5 separate regions of the Mus musculus genome follow, and regions 1, 2, 4 and 5 are each linked to region 3. A link is a contact called in public HiChIP or PLAC-seq, Micro-C, capture Hi-C and promoter capture Hi-C data. All regions are on one chromosome and are shown on one strand. The core of a region is the stretch at or near the end of the contact, and the rest is flanking DNA. Distances in the headings are between cores, read along the strand shown.

What was found. A called contact is a pair of places that touch in the nucleus more often than the background predicts. HiChIP or PLAC-seq counts read pairs in DNA pulled down with a chosen protein or histone mark. Capture Hi-C pulls out chosen DNA fragments and counts their contacts.
Region 1: a contact with region 3 is called in a capture Hi-C map of embryonic stem cells, with 6 times the contacts expected there. The contact joins the promoter of Plpp2 here to the promoter of Pdxk in region 3. A contact is called at or near these places in 1 of 39 promoter capture datasets (embryonic stem cells), 1 of 484 Hi-C or Micro-C datasets (embryonic stem cells), 5 of 115 datasets of contacts at active chromatin or transcription factors (SST interneurons, bone marrow-derived macrophages, large pre-B cells and 2 more) and 1 of 9 other capture datasets (embryonic stem cells).
Region 2: a promoter capture Hi-C map of adipose tissue shows a contact between it and region 3, with 2.8 times the contacts expected there. The contact joins the promoter of Madcam1 here to the promoter of Pdxk in region 3. A contact is called at or near these places in 8 of 39 promoter capture datasets (the 3T3-L1 cell line, the C10 cell line, cranial neural crest and 3 more), 2 of 484 Hi-C or Micro-C datasets (the G1E-ER4 cell line and bone marrow-derived macrophages), 5 of 115 datasets of contacts at active chromatin or transcription factors (astrocytes, bone marrow-derived macrophages, embryonic stem cells and 1 more) and 2 of 9 other capture datasets (adipose tissue and embryonic stem cells).
Region 4: a Micro-C map of embryonic stem cells shows a contact between it and region 3, with 2.3 times the contacts expected there. The contact joins the promoter of Shc2 here to the promoter of Pdxk in region 3. A contact is called at or near these places in 6 of 39 promoter capture datasets (cranial neural crest, embryonic stem cells, hippocampal neurons and 2 more), 1 of 484 Hi-C or Micro-C datasets (embryonic stem cells), 8 of 115 datasets of contacts at active chromatin or transcription factors (SST interneurons, bone marrow-derived macrophages, embryonic stem cells and 2 more) and 1 of 9 other capture datasets (embryonic stem cells).
Region 5: a contact with region 3 is called in an H3K4me3 HiChIP or PLAC-seq map of embryonic stem cells, with 7 times the contacts expected there. The contact joins the promoter of Mier2 here to the promoter of Pdxk in region 3. A contact is called at or near these places in 2 of 39 promoter capture datasets (embryonic stem cells and hippocampal neurons), 1 of 484 Hi-C or Micro-C datasets (embryonic stem cells), 6 of 115 datasets of contacts at active chromatin or transcription factors (embryonic forebrain, embryonic stem cells, large pre-B cells and 2 more) and 1 of 9 other capture datasets (embryonic stem cells).

What each region holds. Positions count from the first base shown.
Region 1 is chr10:79,531,637-79,535,118 of GRCm38.p6, forward strand. It overlaps Plpp2 (phospholipid phosphatase 2), which reads right to left and starts at 2,151. Exons shown (of 6, transcript NM_015817.3): 1 at 1,988-2,151. The coding sequence starts at 2,039.
Region 2 is chr10:79,663,307-79,666,953 of GRCm38.p6, forward strand. It overlaps Madcam1 (mucosal vascular addressin cell adhesion molecule 1), which reads left to right and starts at 1,253. Exons shown (of 5, transcript NM_013591.3): 1 at 1,253-1,361; 2 at 1,606-1,872; 3 at 2,125-2,451; 4 at 3,033-3,464. The coding sequence starts at 1,301.
Region 3 is chr10:78,462,667-78,466,473 of GRCm38.p6, forward strand. Pdxk (pyridoxal (pyridoxine, vitamin B6) kinase) reads right to left here and starts at 2,282. Exons shown (of 11, transcript NM_172134.2): 1 at 2,095-2,282. The coding sequence starts at 2,181.
Region 4 is chr10:79,636,358-79,639,851 of GRCm38.p6, forward strand. It overlaps Shc2 (SHC (Src homology 2 domain containing) transforming protein 2), which reads right to left and starts at 1,561. Exons shown (of 13, transcript NM_001024539.1): 1 at 1,092-1,561. The coding sequence starts at 1,493. It overlaps Odf3l2 (outer dense fiber of sperm tails 3-like 2), which reads right to left. Exons shown (of 4, transcript NM_001033473.2): 4 at 3,169-3,494.
Region 5 is chr10:79,553,503-79,556,988 of GRCm38.p6, forward strand. It overlaps Mier2 (MIER family member 2), which reads right to left and starts at 1,626. Exons shown (of 14, transcript NM_001316699.1): 1 at 1,572-1,626. The coding sequence starts at 1,580.

The DNA.
Region 1 (3,482 bases), core at 901-3,400, 1.1 Mb after region 3:
AAGCCAGAGTCACAGCCACTCTTGGAAATGAATGGCCTGGCAGTGAAGCTGTGAACAGAGCTGCAATCTGAAGCCTCCAACCAAGGGTTGCTGGGAGGTGGGAGCCAGTCACAAGGACAGAACAGTGAGCAGCACCTTGTTCTGCAGGCACAGGAACACAGACACCCCTAAAAGTGCCCTTTGCCCGTCAGCAGCAGGGAAGCTGGGTGTGGAGTGCGTGGCCCTCAGGTCCTGAATGCCAGGTGAACCCCAAGGGGAGACTCAACATTCAAAGGGGAAAAGGACTGGCCAGAATACAGTCCCTGATGTGGGCTGAGCCATCTCAGAGTCCAGAGAAGACATGATCCAGGAAAGTGCTAACATCATGAAGCTGAGAGGTACGGCCAAGAAGTAAGGAAACAGGAGCAGTGTCCCCTGGGAGGGGACACCTTCATAACAGTGAGAGAAGTCTTGAAGGAGAAGAGGTCAGAGGAGAAAGATGGCATAGGGGAGAGTGGGAGAGGAGAAGTGGAGGGAAGAGAAGGGGAAGAGGGGGAGAGGGGGAGAGCAGAGGAGAGGGGAGAGCAGAGGAGAGGGGAGAGCAGAGAAGAGGGAGAGAGGATGGAAGAGGGGGAGAGGAGGGGAGAGGGGGAGAGGAGGAGAGAGGGGTGAGGGGAAGAAGAGGGAAGAAGGGGAGAAGAGGGGAGAGGGGGAGAGCAAGGAGTGGAAAAGATGGGGGGAAAGGGGAGAGAGGAAGAGCAGGGAAGAGCAGGGAAGAACATGGAGATGGTTAGAGAGAAGATCAAAGAGAAGAGAGTATCAGAAAAGATGAGAGAGGAAAGAGGGGGTTCAGAGGAAATAGAGGAGCTGAGGTCAGAGGAGGATGTGAGAGATCAGGGGAAACACACATCTTCTGCATAGGAGGAGGTAAACTCCAAGGATCTGGTGGTAGAGAGCAACACTGAAGACAACTGAAGTTAGTGAATCCTCAGCAGACAAGCCAGGCAGACCACAGCTGTGCAAGGTCTGGACGAACCTAAAGCCCTGAACATGGCTGGGTTGCATGGCAGGTGTGGGCCAGGACACTGGCTCCCAGCTGTGTCCCCTCTTCTTCCTCCACCTGCAGTGGGTATTTGTAGGGTACTTTGTTCCCACCAACAGGAAAGGGCCTCCTTCACTCTGGCTGCAAGGCTTCCCTATCACCACCCAAAGTGTGCACTGACTCCAGTGTTCATTCAGCCACTCAGAGGCATAGGCCTCCTCCTGCTGCTGTGACTTCCCAGGTAGCTCCGCCCCTGGGGACTCAGGACTTTCCAAGGAAAAATGTAGACTATTTCCAAGTCCTGTAGTCCCTGGCATACAGTTAAAGCAACAGAAATGGTTCTACAAACCCATACACTTAAAAAGGGTGCCAATGGCTGAGGGGTGTCCCACGGGCTTTCTGGCTGCCAACGGGCCCAGCTAAAATGAGTATCCTTCCGGGATATGGAAGGTGGAAGGGGAGGGAGATGCAGAATGAAGGAAGATAGAGGCACCCCGTCACCGTCACCGCCTTGGGTTAGAATCCAGCCACTGTCCCCTGGGCCCCAACGAACACTTGGCCTTTGTTCGAGCCTGGGGGGTTCGGGACGCTCCTCCCAGCGGCCTGAACCGGAATGGCAGGTTTGTCTGTGCGAGCCTAGCTGTCCCCGCCTCCCGAGGGCACAGTGCTGGACCTTGGCCATGGGTCACTGGCCTGCAGGGTCTTGGTTCTGCCCCGCCCGTGTGAGTCACATCGCTCCGCGGCACTCGAGCGACTTCCTGCTGCCAGGACCCTCCACCCAGGAACAGCTACAGGTAGACAGGCAGCCCCGATCCCGCCAGGAGCCCAGGAGGGCTGGCGGGGTGCTCACAGGGAAGTGTAAAGCATTGGTCACCATCGTCCGCATCTCTAACGCACACTGGCCAGAGGGACCGAGGGAGTGTGCACCTGGGAAAAAGTCCCCGCACCCGGGGCTGAGGCTCTTACCGACCAACACGCACAGCACGTCCAGCAGCACGAAGACCCACCTCCGCTCCATGTCGCCCCGGCCCAGGGACGCCCGCGACCCCCGCTTGCCCCAGCTGTCCCGGCAGCCCCAGGATCACATGGCGGTGGAGACTGCCGGACCCAGGGAAAGGGCAGGGCTTGACGAAAGGGCCCGGGCGAGGCGGAGGCGGGGCTGAGGGAGGGCGTGGCATGAAGAGAAAGTGCGGAGGCGGGAGGGCAGGAGAGGGCGGAGGCCCTGAGGGGTGTGTTTGCCACCTTGACCCGGGCGCGCAGGGGCAGGGGCTGGGATGGGCGGGTGTGGGAGCGTGTCTCAGGACAAACTGAAGTCCCCTATTTGGGAGGGATCTCCAAGCTGGGATCCGAGAATCTCAGGGCTGAGAACAAGACTCAGAAGTGTTGACTGGGGTCTCCATGCAGAAAGGAGTCTTCCAGCTGGGAGGGGCCACCAGAACTCAAGACTGTAGGCTGGAGGTCACCCAGGTGTCCCCAACACTTGGGCGGGGTTCTGCAGTGATAATGCAGAGTTGCAGAGAGGGCAAGCCGACAACCGCCTGGGCAGCACTCCTAAGTTGATCTCAACCTTTCCAGAGGAGGGCACCTGTGCTGGACACAGTGACACTTCTAAACCCATAAGTACCTTAGCATGGGATGACCAAACTCAGGCAGAAGCCCACCTTCCCTCTAAAGTAGCATCTTGTAGTTGCTGTCAGGTTGGAAGGTTTCAAGACCCTTCATGGTGGGAAGGTCAGGATCATGCCTTAACACAGGCTGTATCCACTCTAGAGAATGCCACAGAGATTCTGAAATTGACCTATGATGGGTGGGACCCAGCCTACCCTGTTCAGGGGGTGTCCTGAGACCCTGGGCCAGGGACACTTGGGAGCCAAGGGCATGTAGACTCTGGAAAGAAAGGCCAGGATCTCCAAAACCCACACTGAATCCTTTGTAAGAGGCCACAGCGTGAAGCCTCCACTCCAGAGACTCCAGCTCCTTGATGCCTCCACGGAGGCCACACTCAGAGCCAGTCAGACCTTCCTCCACCACAAGGTTGACTTGAGTCCAGGATGTTTGAGACTTGAGGGCAGGGAAGGTCAGGAAAGAGACAACCCCTTGCTGAAGGTCCAAAAGGTCTCCCCTGACCTTCTCTCCTGCAGGATGTCACCTAGGCAGAGTTGACCTGAGAGGTCCTCAGAGAACCCAAGTGCCTGTGCTTTGGTGCTGGGGGGGAGCAGCATGCAGTGACCTGTTCGGGGTAAGGGAGGGTCCCTGCATCCTAGAAAGTGGCCTATAAAATGGGCAGGCAGAGCTTTCAATACACTGTAACCTGTGCTACACACAGGACTGGACAAGGACTGTGCAGAAACCTGGCTTCAGGTCTTCATTCATGTCCCTCCCCCATGCCTACCTGACACCTATGTGGCAGGTCTGACCCTTTAAAGACAAGGGCAGGCTGGGCTCTGGTGAGAGGACACTA
Region 2 (3,647 bases), core at 3-2,502, 1.2 Mb after region 3:
GCCAAAGCTAGGATGCCCTGACTCCTGGGCATCCAGTCACCTCTGGAAAACCAACCACACAGAGGAGTCAGAAATGGAGGGCCGTGGGTCCCCGGGGCCTGCATGAGGAGCCCGTGGGCCCCACGGGGGCTCCCAAACTCCTGTACATCCAGTCAGCACTGTGTCTCGGGGAGTTAGGAATAGAATTGGGGGTCCTCTGGCTGAGGGTGACGGTGAGCCCGGAAAGCTCATAGAGGATTGTGCTTGGCTTAGCAGCAGTTTTCTTGGAGTGCAGAGGGGCTTCTGCAGGAGACTCGGGCTGTGGCTCTGTAGTCGAAGCCTTTCTCTGTGCTCCCTACTGCATTCTTGATGAAAGAGACAGTCCTTGGTTCCAAACTGTTTATTGATTGTACATCGTGGAAAATGAGTGCATTCCACCTCCTCAGGATGCACTAGAGACTAAATGTCCAGGGAGGAATGTCCCGGAAGGAAGGGAAGTTTATTGGCTAATCCCTCAGGGCCTCTAAATACTTCATTAGCATACAGAACTGTTCTGGGCTACTGTGACCACAGGTCACGGTTCCTATGTGGGAAGTGTGACACGTGTTCCAGGACAGGAATCTGGTAGGGATCAGGGAGCCACCTACCATCTCAGCTGGGTGCCTGGGTGCCCGGGACTCTGACCCTGCTCAGTCTTACCAAGTTTCCTGGCAAGGTCCATGGTCCCACAAGGATGCACCAAACCTAAGTCTCCAATGTTTCAGGTCAAAGTGAGCCAGCCCCAGACCCCAGGCTCTGTCAGGCCTGCAAGTGGAAGGACAAAGACTTAGGGGACAACTGGTGACTTATCCCAGACACACATCACATGGAACTCAGGCCCCAGAACAACTCCCGCACCATCCAGAACCAGGCCAGGCCCCTCTGCCGCCCTCATGCGGCCACCTGTGGAAGTGAAGGCACAGCTCTAGTCAGCGAGGTGGGCGGGGCAACCTAGGACTGGCAGATTTCCATGCACTTGACCCACCATGGTGACCCACCTCCAGCTTTTAGCTTCAGCCTTCCCGTACATAGAACCGGGGCCTGGAACCTTCCCAGACCTTCCCTCCCCATCTGTAATGACTGTGTTCCCGGGTCCCTGCCTCACCTCTAGCCTCTGATTCTCTGCCTCCTACAAAGTGGGGGTCGGGCTGGGAAAGCCCCCTGGGAAAGTCCCACAGAGCCGGCAGAAGGGGGAGGAGAGGCAGGGTCTCAGACAGTAGGAAGCTGCCGGCCCACTCTTATTTAAGCCGCTTCCCCTGGCGGTCACAAGACAGAGGCAGGCATGGAATCCATCCTGGCCCTCCTGCTGGCCCTGGCCCTAGTACCCTACCAGCTCAGCAGAGGTAAGCAGGGCTGTGGGTAGGGAAGCAGGCTTCGAGAGATGAATGGGTACAAGGGAGGAGAGTTTGGGAGTGCTGTGAAAATCCACGGCTTTGAGAGACTAGGGATGTGCGGCTCCGGTTGGTCTCTCATCAAGGCCCAGGAACCTGGGCCAGAGGACGAGAGCCCTGGGGTCTCAACCCAGGGTCAGGGCTGGAACCTGGGACCCAGTTGTCCCATCACAGCTTTAATGCTCTTACTCCTCAGGACAGTCCTTCCAGGTGAACCCCCCTGAGTCTGAGGTAGCTGTGGCCATGGGCACATCCCTCCAGATCACCTGCAGCATGTCCTGTGACGAGGGTGTAGCCCGGGTGCACTGGCGTGGTCTGGACACCAGCTTGGGCAGTGTACAGACCCTCCCAGGCAGCAGTATCCTCTCTGTACGGGGCATGCTGTCAGACACAGGCACTCCTGTGTGTGTGGGCTCCTGCGGGAGTCGAAGCTTCCAGCACTCCGTGAAGATCCTTGTGTATGGTGAGGCCCACTCTGCCTTTCTAGGTGCCACCTGCCCCGGGGGAATCAGGACCTTGCGCCATACCAGTGCCACCACCCACCAAGTCCCCACACTCCACTGCCACCCCCACACTGTAGACCTTCAAGGCTGACATACTCACCCTTCCTGTCCCAACCACCTGAGGCCATAGCTGCACTCTCACGCCAAACTCCCCTCTGCCTGGCCCAGGCCTGACCTCTAAGCTCAGCCCTGGGCCTGCTATCGATCCACAGCCTTCCCAGACCAGCTGGTGGTGTCCCCGGAGTTCCTTGTACCTGGACAGGACCAGGTGGTGTCCTGCACGGCCCACAACATCTGGCCTGCAGACCCGAACAGTCTCTCCTTTGCCCTGCTACTGGGAGAGCAGAGACTGGAGGGTGCCCAAGCCCTGGAACCAGAGCAAGAAGAGGAGATACAAGAGGCTGAGGGCACACCACTGTTCCGAATGACACAACGCTGGCGGTTACCCTCCCTGGGGACCCCTGCCCCTCCTGCCCTTCACTGCCAGGTCACCATGCAGCTGCCCAAACTGGTGCTGACCCATAGAAAGGAGATTCCAGGTAAGACCACTGGGTCCTGCCTGCCTCTAGGCCCAGCAGCTCTGGGGCTTGGCCCATGATTGGTTGTCCCCACCTGTAGATCCCCAACAAAACTGTTCAATGCCTGTGTCACAAGGCAGCCAGAAAAGATTAACTCAAAAGATAAGGACCTACTCTATGCTAGCTCCAACATGATATTTCCGTCGTTTTCTGTTCACAAATTCTTGGCTTTGCCTAGGTGGGTGGTTGGCGGTGCACACCTTTAATCCCAGCACTCAGAAAACAGAGCCAGGTGGATTTCTTGAGTTTGAGGCCAGCCTGGTCTACCGAGCGAATTCCAGGACAGTCAGGGCTATACAAAGAAACCCTGTCTTGAAAAACCAAAGTAAATAAATAAAATAAACAGTGATCTGGTAGACTTGCATAAGAGCTAGTACCTACTTCCTGTTCTGTGTCTGTGTCATCAGCTGCTGATCCTAACTAGTATGATGCCTTGTGCCTCTTAAGTGATGTGGGAAGGGTGATGGAAGAATTCTGAACCAATACTGGGTTGCAGATGAGGAAAACTGAGGCTACAGGAAGAACATTCATTCTGTTTGCAGTACTACAGAGCCAGACCTCACCTAAGCCCCCCAACACGACCTCTGCTGAGCCCTACATCCTGACCTCATCAAGTACTGCTGAGGCAGTCTCCACTGGGCTCAACATCACCACCCTACCTTCTGCCCCTCCATACCCCAAGCTTAGCCCTAGGACTCTGAGCTCTGAGGGACCTTGCCGCCCGAAAATCCACCAGGACCTGGAGGCAGGCTGGGAGCTACTCTGTGAAGCATCCTGTGGGCCCGGAGTTACTGTGCGCTGGACCTTGGCTCCTGGCGACCTGGCAACCTACCACAAGAGGGAGGCTGGGGCCCAGGCATGGCTAAGCGTGCTGCCCCCAGGTCCCATGGTAGAGGGCTGGTTCCAGTGCCGCCAGGACCCTGGCGGGCAGGTGACCAATCTGTATGTTCCTGGCCAGGTGACCCCGAATTCCTGTGAGTCTGGGGCCCTGGGAGGGAGGGACAAATGGGACTAAAACACTAGCAGGAGTCTGTACCATGCCTAGCCTCAGTTTCCCCATGTTCAGTATGCTTTCCTGTCTGGAGACCTCTTAGAACTCGGGGCACCTTGCAGTCTTTCAGAGACAGGAAGATCCAGTGAAACAAAAAGTGAAAAAA
Region 3 (3,807 bases), core at 1,032-3,531:
CATGAGCTGCTGGAGTGTGTGATGGAGCCGGTCCCATAGATCAAAACTACAGGATCTCTATGACACAGGGCAACAATGGGGAATCTGAGGGGAGTCCCAGTGTGGTTTCAGTATGGATGGTGTAGCAGAGGCCCTCCCTGTACCTGACAGACTCATTGCAATGAACGTTTACAAGCAAAGTCGGTGTGGACATAAGGATACACTGTGGGACTCACTACAGCTTCCACAACGAGATTGTTTGCCCTTCTTTTTTTCCACTGTTGGGGGGAGGGAGGTTGAAAGGGTGGGTACAGGGGGAGAGATGAGTGGGATTGGGGAGCATGATGAGAAATTCAATAAAAAGGGAGGAGGAATGAGAGAAGGGGAAGGGATCCCCTCCCTTGAGCAGTTGGAACCCCATATCTTCAACCTGAATAAGGACACTGAGCCCTTGGTGCAGTCTAGAGGACAGAGGACCAGGGGACCCAGGGACAGTGTGCTGGGTGAAGGAAGAGTACCAGCAAGTGGAAGAGGCAAGCAACGCAGGACACGGGGTCTCAGAAGCCGGCACACCTCTGCCCAAGGTGAGGGAACTGCATGAAGCTCAGCCTGGCCCCGCCCTCCCTGGCTGTCCCTCCTTCAGGACTCTGCCCCTTTGCTCCTTAGTACAGTCTTTTTTTGAGAAAGGGTTTCTCTGTGTAGCCCTGGCTGTCCTGGAACTCACTCTGTAGACCAGGTTGGCCTTGAACTCAGAAATCCGCCTGTCTTTGACTCCCAAGTGCTGGGATTAAAGGCATGTGCCACCACACCCGGCTCCTTAGTACAGTCTTACTTCAATGACCTTGTTACCCCAATCCTGGCCCCTTAAGCTAGAGAGCAAAGGTAAAGAGCATGAAGCACCAGACCAGTGCATTCTGGATAGAACAAGAATGCCTACACTAGACCGTGTGGGTGAAGCACTGTTTATCAACCAACAGGCGCTCAAACACTCAGCAACTGCCCTTGCCTACAGACTTTGATCTCCTATGCTGTATAATAACAATCAATTGCTCTATTTGTCTGGCAAGCAAGCCTGATTCAGGACAGTCCTCTATTGTCCTTAAATGCAGTTCCAGCCACCTGTTTTCCTTCCAAGTCCTTCTTTCAGGTCCATGGTAGCCAGAGGCTACACCCTAACATCTCCCAGGAATCAGTTTAATGGCTAGACATGAGCGGAAGGGGAACGGGGACCTGCCACCCTGCTCAGTGACCAGCCAAAAAAGATACATTGCAAGAGGCCACCACCTGGTTGCCCAGGCCAGCCCAATCTTCCTGCTGGACCGGCCAGGCAAGGAAGCTCCAGTCAGCTGATATTGCCTATGACCCCTATTCTAATGCCCATGACAACCTGGTTCCCTCCAAGGGCAACCAGTCACAAGCAGGAAGCACCACCTGCCAGAAATGATCAGAGATAGCCTCATTCATCACACATCTCACAGGAGATAGGATCTGGGAAGAAAAGGCTACAGCCCTTCTAACAGGTTGCTTCCAAAGCCAAACTCAGCAAACTATGCTGTCTTTTAGGAATAAAAGCAAGCACGCGGGAGGTGCAGAGTTCCAGCCCCATCTCTGCGGGTGACAGACCACCCTAAGAGTGTTCAGACCCAAGCGTGGGCCCAGCTTCCTCCTTGGTCCAAGTTCATAGAATGGGTAGAAGCAGAACGTGGATGTCTGCAGAGAGCGAGCAATCACTAGCCAATGTGTCTACCAAGAGGCTCTCCGCGCTCCCAAAGGAAAGGATTCTCCCAGCTCAGCATTTTAACGCTTCGGGAAGCCCCTGCCCACTGTTGGTCAGGCAGACGGAAGCAACAGGGACCCTCAGGCGCTACCGTGTGCGCCACAGCCGGGCAGGGGGCTTCGTGCCACCTGCACCACCCCGCTGTAAGCTCCCCAGGGTAGTCCACGCCCCCGGCCTGCCTGCGCCAGGATCTGCCCTCAGCGCGCCCAGCGCTCAATAGGGACCCAAAAGGATGGCCACAGGGGGCCAAGGTCATTAGTCGGAAAAGGCCACGCAGCGAACCCGTAGACCCGCAAGTGAGCAGCCCGGCCCGGTTACATAAGCAGTGGAGCGCATACCTGCAGAGGGAACATGGCCGCTCTGTTACCCACGTAGCCACGGACAACATGGCTCTGGATGGAGAGCACCCGGCATTCGCCCTCCATGCCGGGAAAGCTGTAGTGGCGCGTGGTCCAGGTGGTGTCACAGGCTGGGGTTGCTCAGGCCGCTCGCTCGGATTCTGCTCCGAGCGCTTTAAGCACGCGCAGTCGCTAGGCTTGGACGCGCTCCCCGCCTCCTCTGACCTCAACAGGCCGGCTGCTAACCCGCGAGTCCCGCGCGGCGAGGGGCGGGCTGAAGGCGGTGCCTCACGCAGGCCCCGCCCCTCCGGGCAACGGGACCTGTGGAATCCAGCACATGAGCTCCTTCCTCTGTGCTCCATCACGTGGCCTCACATCCCTTTTTGCAGATCTGTCTGTGCGTCAGGGGGTTCGCCTGTATCACACTCCACAGCACGGTACTTTCAGTACACACTGTTCCACCTCCTTGGCCCGCGGCGCTGATCACTCCATGGGTGGCATACTCCGGAGCTGCTGTCCAAAGAGTTTCCACTGAGCTCCAGAGCCTGAAGACCCTCAGAGATCAGGAGATCCTTTCCAGCCACGCGGCCTGCGTGGAATCCCAGACCCAGTAGGGCTCACAGGCATCTGATCTCAGGCTACCCTGAGTCAGGAGTCACGTGCCCCTTCTCAATATAATAAGAGATCTTCTCTAGGCTCAAGTCTGCTTAGAGCCACTCATGGGGACAGATTTGAAGGGGCTGCACTGGTCTTCCCCTCTTCACTACCCACCAAGTCCTCTCAGTCCTAGGGAAAGCGCACCTCTCTTCCTGTCCCATCTCCAGACCTACACTTGGCACTCCTGTGGTCACGGACACACCAGGGTCACAGATCAGTGGCACAGGCCAGTATGTCAAGTTTGCTTTATCTTGGTGAGAGAGAGTACTGGGGACCAGATCTGCTCTGAAGAGAAAGGAACATTCCCATTGCTTGGGGAACAGATCAGAAAAAGGAAGTGGTTTTGAGGCTCCGTTGGTGGGGTGCATACCAAGGCCCCAGCACCAGAAAAGCTGTAAAGAAGAACCAAGTTGTTAGGAAGGCTTGACTGGAATCAACTAAATGGAAGTACATTGGAGGAATAATTAATTGCTTGCTGATAGTAACGTTTGCTGGATACTATGTATGTGCTAAACATTTCTTGTAACTGAATCTTGCTAGCCTGGAGCAATGGTGTACATTTATAATCCCGGCATTTCTGTGTTTGTGTATGTGTATAGAAGACCTCTGGTGTTATACTTAGGGAGGGGCAATTCACTTTGAGCTTTTCTTTAGCTTTTTTGAGACAAGGTCTCATGATGTCTCTCTCCCTGATCCAGCTCACTATCTAAGCCAAGCTGGCTTTGAACTCAGAGACCCACCTAACTTGAGTGCCAGGATTAAAGGTGTATGCCACCACACCTGGAACTGCCTTGGATTTATTTTATGTATTCATTTACTTAGATACCCTACTAGGACCCGGAAGTTCTCTCTTAGTTTGTCTAGGCTTCCTGGTTATGAAGCCCCTGGGATCTACCTGTTTCTATTCCTCATTGCTGAGGTTACAAATGCTGTTCTAACCAGGCAGTGGTGGCTCACACCTTTAATCCCAGCACTTGGGAGGCAGAGGCAGGCAGATTTCTGAGTTCGAGAATAGCCTGGTCTACAGAATGAGTTTCAGGACGACTAGGGCTATAC
Region 4 (3,494 bases), core at 311-2,810, 1.2 Mb after region 3:
AGTAACATGGTGGACGCTGGTGGGGAAAACAAAGACACAAAGAGAGATCACCCTCTCAGCATCCTGGTGCAGGACATCCAACAAACAGCATTCTGAGATCACGTGGCACCTCATCAACAGTGGTGGGCAGGAAGCCAGACTGGAGTGCCTGAGGTGAGCACCACACACCAGCTTTCTCTCAGCTCACCTTCACACACTGCACATACGGGCAGATGCTTGGATCGGAGAAGATAAAATGTCCCCAATGACTTGAGGGCACGTGGTACACCATCCCCCCACCCTTGCAAAGGTCACAATAGAAACCTGGGTAGGGGCTGGGGCTAAGCAGATACAGAGCTCAACTAACATGAAAAGGGCTGAGCTCCATCCCCAGCATCATAGGGAATGGGTGTGGTGGTGCATGACTGTCACCCTGGCTCTTGCAAAGTGGAAGCAGGAGGATCAGGAATGCAAGGTTATCCTCAGCTACATAGTGACTTCCAGGTCAGCCTGAGCTACATGAGACCCCGTTTCAAAAACAAAACAAAGAACAAAGGTCTGGAAGTGGTGACACTCATCTTAGCATCCCAATATTTGGGGTTGATAAGCCAGAATGATGGCCTGCAGCTGGAAGTCGCTATCCTCTGGCCAAATCCCTACCCCTTTCCACCTCTGCCAAAATAAAGGGGATAAACAAAGCCAGGCCCCTTCACTTCATCGGCTCTGATGTGGAATTTGGAACCCTGAGCCCTGAGCTTGAGTCCCCACTATAAGCCTGCAAAGTTGCTTTCTCCGGGGTCAGGGAACCCTCGGATACCTAGTCCTTATCTTAAGGACTCTCCCACCCAATAGCGGAGGGGGGGTGCGGCTAGCTTGCGCATGCGTGTGTCCCCTCCCTACCTGCGCCCTCTCCCCGCCCCTCCCCACGTGACGCCGTGAGAACCCGGACCCCAGCGCCTGCGAGTGGGGGCGGTCGAGAAGCGCGCGTACTGGAGACTGGGTTCCTGGGTTGTGGGGAGCGCTCACTTGGCTCTTGGGGTCCAAGAGACCAAACTGGGGGTGGGAGCGGTCCCCGACCACGGCGCGCCGGGAAAGAGGCTGAGCGCACTCACCCGAACGATGTAAGAGACCCCGGGCCCCAGGACCCTGGCATCGGGATGCAACCAGCCGTGCGCCGGCTTGTGAATGAAGCCGCCCTTGCGCACCCACTCGTCAGCGACATCCGGAGTCACCCGCGCGCCCCGCGTCCCCGAGCCCCGGCAGCGGCCGAGCGCGGGCAGCGGACAGGGCGCGGCGCAGCGCGGTTCGCAAGCGCCCAACACAGCGGCCAGCGCGGGGACCCCGGGCTCCGGCTGCGCCTCTGCCACCCCCGCCACGCGCGTCGCCGCGGGACCGCGGCCCAGGAAGCTACCCGGCGCTGCGAACTTCCACTGCGGCATCCGCGGCAGCAGTGCGCAGAAGGTGGTGGGCGCCTCGGGCTCGGGGGCCGCGCGGCCACCCGGACCCTGCGTCATGGCCGCGGCCGCCGAGGAGCCCCGGCTGAGCCTGGTCCAGAGCCGTGCGCTCCTCCCCGCCGAGTGATGTCACCGCTCCGCGCAGCGCGCAGCCGCGGGGGGCTACACTCCTGGGACCCCGACCCTGTTCTGGCAGCGCCGCCTCCGACCTAGCGCAGCCTGCCGGGGCTCCCCGAGGGAATGTCCAGTCAGGCTCAGACCGATGGGGAAACTGAGGACAGGGGTCGCATACACGGGGCGGGGCGCCATTCTTCAACTTCCAAGTCTCTGCCTTCACTCCAGCAGCATCCTATCCTCCCTTCTTTTCTTCTAAATAGAGAAACTAAGGCCTGAAGTCGCAGGTGCAGGGAGTGATCCCCTAACCCCGAGGCCACCCTTCACCACTGTTCCAGCAACATCCTGCCCTTCTTTACTTCTAAGTTGAGAAACTGAGGCCTGGCTTTGTAGAGCTATCCTCCGGCCCCTAAGTATCCCTTAAGCCACTGTTCCACCGGGTTTGCTCAGTGAGGAAACCGAGGGCTAGGGTAAGGATAAGGCACAAAAGGGAACTTGAGGTCTGGGTGGTAGAGGCAGGATGAGACTATCCGGGTCCTTGACACGTTCAGTCATATCCTGCCCAACTTTACTTCTAAATAGGGTCCAAATAGGGCCTGGGCCAGTGCACAGGCTGGGGTCCAGGACAAGAGAACCTCAGACTCAGAGGGTACCCCCTCCAACTGAACCTTCTTTACTGGTTAGTGGGAAAACTGAACCCTGGAGCAAGGCCAAGGCTTAAAGGGAAACTGAGGCCTGGAAGTGAAGCAAGTGCCCAGGACACCGCGGGTGGCGCTGCGTCTGGAGAAGTCTAAAGGTGACCATGGGTCGCTTCTGCTGGCTCCTGGCCTGTTTCCTAGGCTGTAAGCAAAGGACATCCATCGGTTCTTTGGGTTCATATTGGAACCCGAGGGTCAGAACTCTCAGGCCTGCCAACAGCCCCAGCCCAGGCTCAAGAGACCTCGGAGACACCGATTCAGACCCCAAGGGGATTCCTTCTGTGAGGGAAGGGGTTGTCATCATCACCCTGCCTCTGTCCCCCGCCCTTTCCAGGACAGTACTGCCGGGAAACAAAGAGAAGAGTGCTGGGCGGGGCAGGGTGCGGAGGAGGGGCAAGGCCGGCCAGATCGATGCGAGAGAAACTAGATCACTGCCTGTGGAGGGGGCGGAGGCGCGCGCGCCTGGCTCTCAGCCACTTCCACACAGGCACTCTCAGGAGCCCAGCCAGGTCGCCTTTGGTGTTGTCTGCTGGAAGAGGAGCGCCACTGGGCTGAAGTCTGAAAAATGGCTGTAGAATCTAGCTGATTAAGTGTGGACCAAGGCGTTCCCGGTCTGGGTGCACAAACATCACTGAATGGGGAGGTTATAGGGCTGGCTCTACTCTTTAATCTGCGGCAACAAATGACGTAAATAATACTCTAATAAACTCCTACACATCCCTCAAAGCCCAGCTTCACAGTACCCCTTCCCAAGAACCTAACTGGTCCCATGATCCAAACCCAGGCTCTGTCTCTGGTCTCCTGCTGCCAGGGGCCCCCATTTGCCCCATCTGAACCGAATGAGGTTTGCAAAGTTGTTTAGTGCTTTCTTTGCGGCGTGGTTAGAAGTGCTAAATAAACCAATGTGCACAATGCTAACCGCTGTTGACGGAGGAATGATTTATTGGCAAGCAACTCTAAAGGGTGGGGTGAGAAGGGCAGAGACTGCAGGGCCACCTCCAGGAGAGTTCTCCGGCCTCATCTGCAGAAACCCAAGCGGCCTGGACACTGAATTCTAGGACACACGGCTCCATGTCCAGCCAGGGAAAGGGACACTTCTCCCTGGCCTGGTCTGACCTGGGAAGGAGGCTCAACCTCACCCTCTATGGAGACTTGGGTCACAGGCCCCAGGGACAGAAAGATCAGGTGGCCTCAAAGGACCTCGGACTGAAGACGGGGAGGGAGGCACCTCCTCTGTTCCACTCTGAGG
Region 5 (3,486 bases), core at 376-2,875, 1.1 Mb after region 3:
GCACAGACTCCAAGCTGTGAGGAAGCCCAAGCCACACAGAGACCTCACGAATAGGGTTGTAGCCCACACCCCAAAGGGGCAGAGGTTTCAACATTAACTCCTACAAACTGCAACCCACAAAGGACCCCAAGAATTATGAGAGGTCAGAACAAGTGAATACTGAGTTGTCAGAGAGCATTCTCAAGAGAAATGACCCACATCCACACCTAGGCAAGGGCCCCGTGCCCCTGGTGTCCCAGCCTCGCCCCTCCACCGTGGCAGCTAGGACATCCCGAGAGACGGGTTCAGCCTGTCTCCACCCACATGGAGCTAGGACATGGGACAAACAAGGGAGCTAAACCAAGGGACAGGAATGAAGAAAACGGGTGGGAGCTGGGCAGCTGGGGTCAGAGGTGGCGTCCTAGAGACCAGATGAAGTGGGACAACTGACAGGCAACTCTGTAGGAATTCCGACTACAAGAAAGAAACCCAGGGGCTGGATGGTCTCATGAGGACTGCAAAGGATAGGCACAGCGAAGAGGTGTGGCTTAGACTAAGAACGGGACAAGCCACCAGCTCAAAGAGATGGCTGAGACACACACTAACCAAGTAGCTGACACTGAGGACTTCTATGTAACCACTGCCACTTTCATGAGTTCAAAACATGGATGCAGCAAAACACCCTCTCAGTTATAGAAAGGCACCACCAGGTTCCCACTTAAGATGAGGAAACTGAGGCAGAACCCTTCCAAATCCTAGACTCCAGGAGAGCACGTAAGCACAGGCTGGGGAGTCTCCACCACCCATGCCACACAGGGCAGAGCAGCCCAAGAGCACCCACTTGGCCGCCATGCCCCAAAAGGGGTATCGGTTGATCTATCTTGTCTTCAGAAGGTCTGCTTCCCCAAAGGCCCCCTAAAGAAGGAACTAAACCCCTAAGAACCCTCTGAGTCAACCAGCCAGAGTTGTCCAACGGGGCCCCCAGATCCCGACCCTGTGGCCCACGCGCGGGCCTGTTGCTGCCCCAAGCTGCCCCACTCGCGCACTGTGCAGAGTTCCAGTACCGGAGTGGCGGATTCGCAGCGCGTCGCTGGGGGCTGGTCCCGGAGTTCAGCGGCCGCACCCCGAGGTGCAGGTCAGCTCTGGGCTGTGCGCCGCAGCCCCGCACCCGCGGGGAGGCCCGCGCTCTCGCTCCCACAGCCAGACGAACTCCACGCGCGAAACTTTCCGCTCGCAGAGAGCCGCCGACTCCGCGCCCTGCTCATCCCCAACGCGCCGGAATGCGGTCCCCGCGCCGCCGTCCCAGACGCCAGCGCCGCACACCCACCCGGTCCGCGGCGCCCTCCCGCCGCGCGGCCCCGGGTCTCGGCCCCGCACCCGGCCGCCCGCGCCTCGCGCCCCTCCCCCCCGCCCGCCCGCGCATGCGCACCATAGCCGAGATGGGGAAGGGGGGTCGTCGGGCGCCCACGGGGCTCATGCTCCGCCCGGTAATAGTGGGGAGGCTCGAGGCGCTCGGACTGGGAGAGCACGGGCCGGACCAGGTCGACCCAGGGCAGTGTGTGGGAGGGGCCGCTACCCAGCCGCTCACTCACCTCCGCCATGGCCGAGCGTGCGCGCGGGAGGCGGCGGCCGCGCGGGTCCCCGGATGCGGTGCCGCGCGCTTATTGGCGGAGGAGCTGGGAGGCGGAGTGGGGCGGGGCCGCAGGAGGCGCGTAGTAGGTGTGCTGGCGAGGAGCGGAGATCTATAGCCTGGGTCCGGTGTACCCCACGCCCGTACATCAGCCAATCAGCTGATTCCTGTGTGTCCACAGGTGAGGGAGATGGCGCAAACAGGGAACAAGCCACAGGTGAAGAACAGTCTACAAGTGAAGAGGTTCCACAGGTGAGGGGACAATCTAGCAGTGAGGGGTTTGGGTCCCGAAGTGAAATGGGTATGGTCTGGAGGTGAGGGGAAGGTCCAGAAGTGATGGGGAATGGACTAGAGGTGAGAGGGGATAGTCCAGAGATGAAGGGGAGGATGTCTTGAAATGAGGGAGAATGAGATGAAACAACTGACAGGTGAGGGATGGTCTAGGGGTGAGGGGGTGGTCCTGAGGTGAAGGACACTGGTACAGAGAGCAGGGCATGAGAGCCTCCAGAACAGGTGCACAAACCTGACTTTCGCTGTCAGGAGGGTGCAGACAGAATGGGAGAGGCAGACCGGTGGGCAGACCTAGGCTTGCAGAGGTGAAGGCCTCTGGTCTACACAAGTCACCAAATGACTCTTCCTTCCCTCTGGGGCCAGGACCAAGCTGGGAGGTGAAGGCACCACTAAGGTTCAAGCACAAAAGCTGTCTCCCACCCCTGAGGATTTGCCCAAGACAGAAAGTCTGCCCCCTGCTCGTTTGGTGGGTTCATCATTCCATGAACCTGAGTCAGTCAGTCCTAACCCAAAAAGAGAACTGTGACAAGGATCACTAGAGAAAGCCAGGCATGGTCGCCCATACTTGTAACTCCAGTGCCCAGGAGGCTGAGGCATGAGAGTTACTATCAGTTTGAGGCTAGCATGGGCTTTGGAGCGAGACCCTGCCTCAAGAAACCAAGCTACTGGGTATGGTGCCACAAGCCTTTAATCCCAGCACTCAGAAGTCAGAGGCAAACAGGTCTCTGTGAGTTGGAGGTCTATGTAGCAAGTTCTGGGACAACCTTGGCTACGTAGTAAGACCCTATATGTGTCAAGACAAACAACAATAGCAAACACACACAAATTAACCAATTACCAAAGGTTAAGCAATTGGATGAATGGATGAGCAGAAAGATTCTTCAAGGTTAGGGCTTTCTTTCCCATGGACCTGATAGTTGCAATGGGGAACTGAGGTGACCTTTCAGCCAGCTGGGAAATATGAGCATCATTAGGGGAGGTGGACACTCAGCATTTCCTCAGGTGATGCCTAGACAACATCTCTCATCCAGGCCAGAGTTCAGAAACTGTTGACAGAAGTGTGGGCTCCAGACCCAGCCTAAAAGGGAAGGTCCCGCTCAATGGTGAGACTGTGTTCTTCAGAAGTGTCAGAGGAGAGAGAACTGTAGAAGCCTCCAAGTTCCATCAACAACACTCAGTACTTGATAGTTAATGACCCACAAAACAAGGGAAGTGCCACAGAGGCCTCTCAGACTTGATTGCTGGAACTGAGTCCAGATGTAAAGACTTGGATCACTGTTGAGTTTCCCAAAATTGATAACTAGCTTATGGGTCTGTAAGAGTATAATCTTGGGCTGGAGAGATGACTCCGTGGTTAAGAGCACTGACGGCTTTTCCAGAGGTCCTGAGTTCTGGAACACAGCAACCACATGGTGGCTCACAACCATCTGTAATAAGATCCGATGCCCTCTTCTGGTGTGTCTTTAAGACAGTGATGGTGTACTCATATAAAATAAATAAATTTTTTAAAAAACTTCCTCTAACAAGACCATACCTCCTCATACTGCCAATTCCCATGGGCCAAGCATAGTCAAACCACCATACTG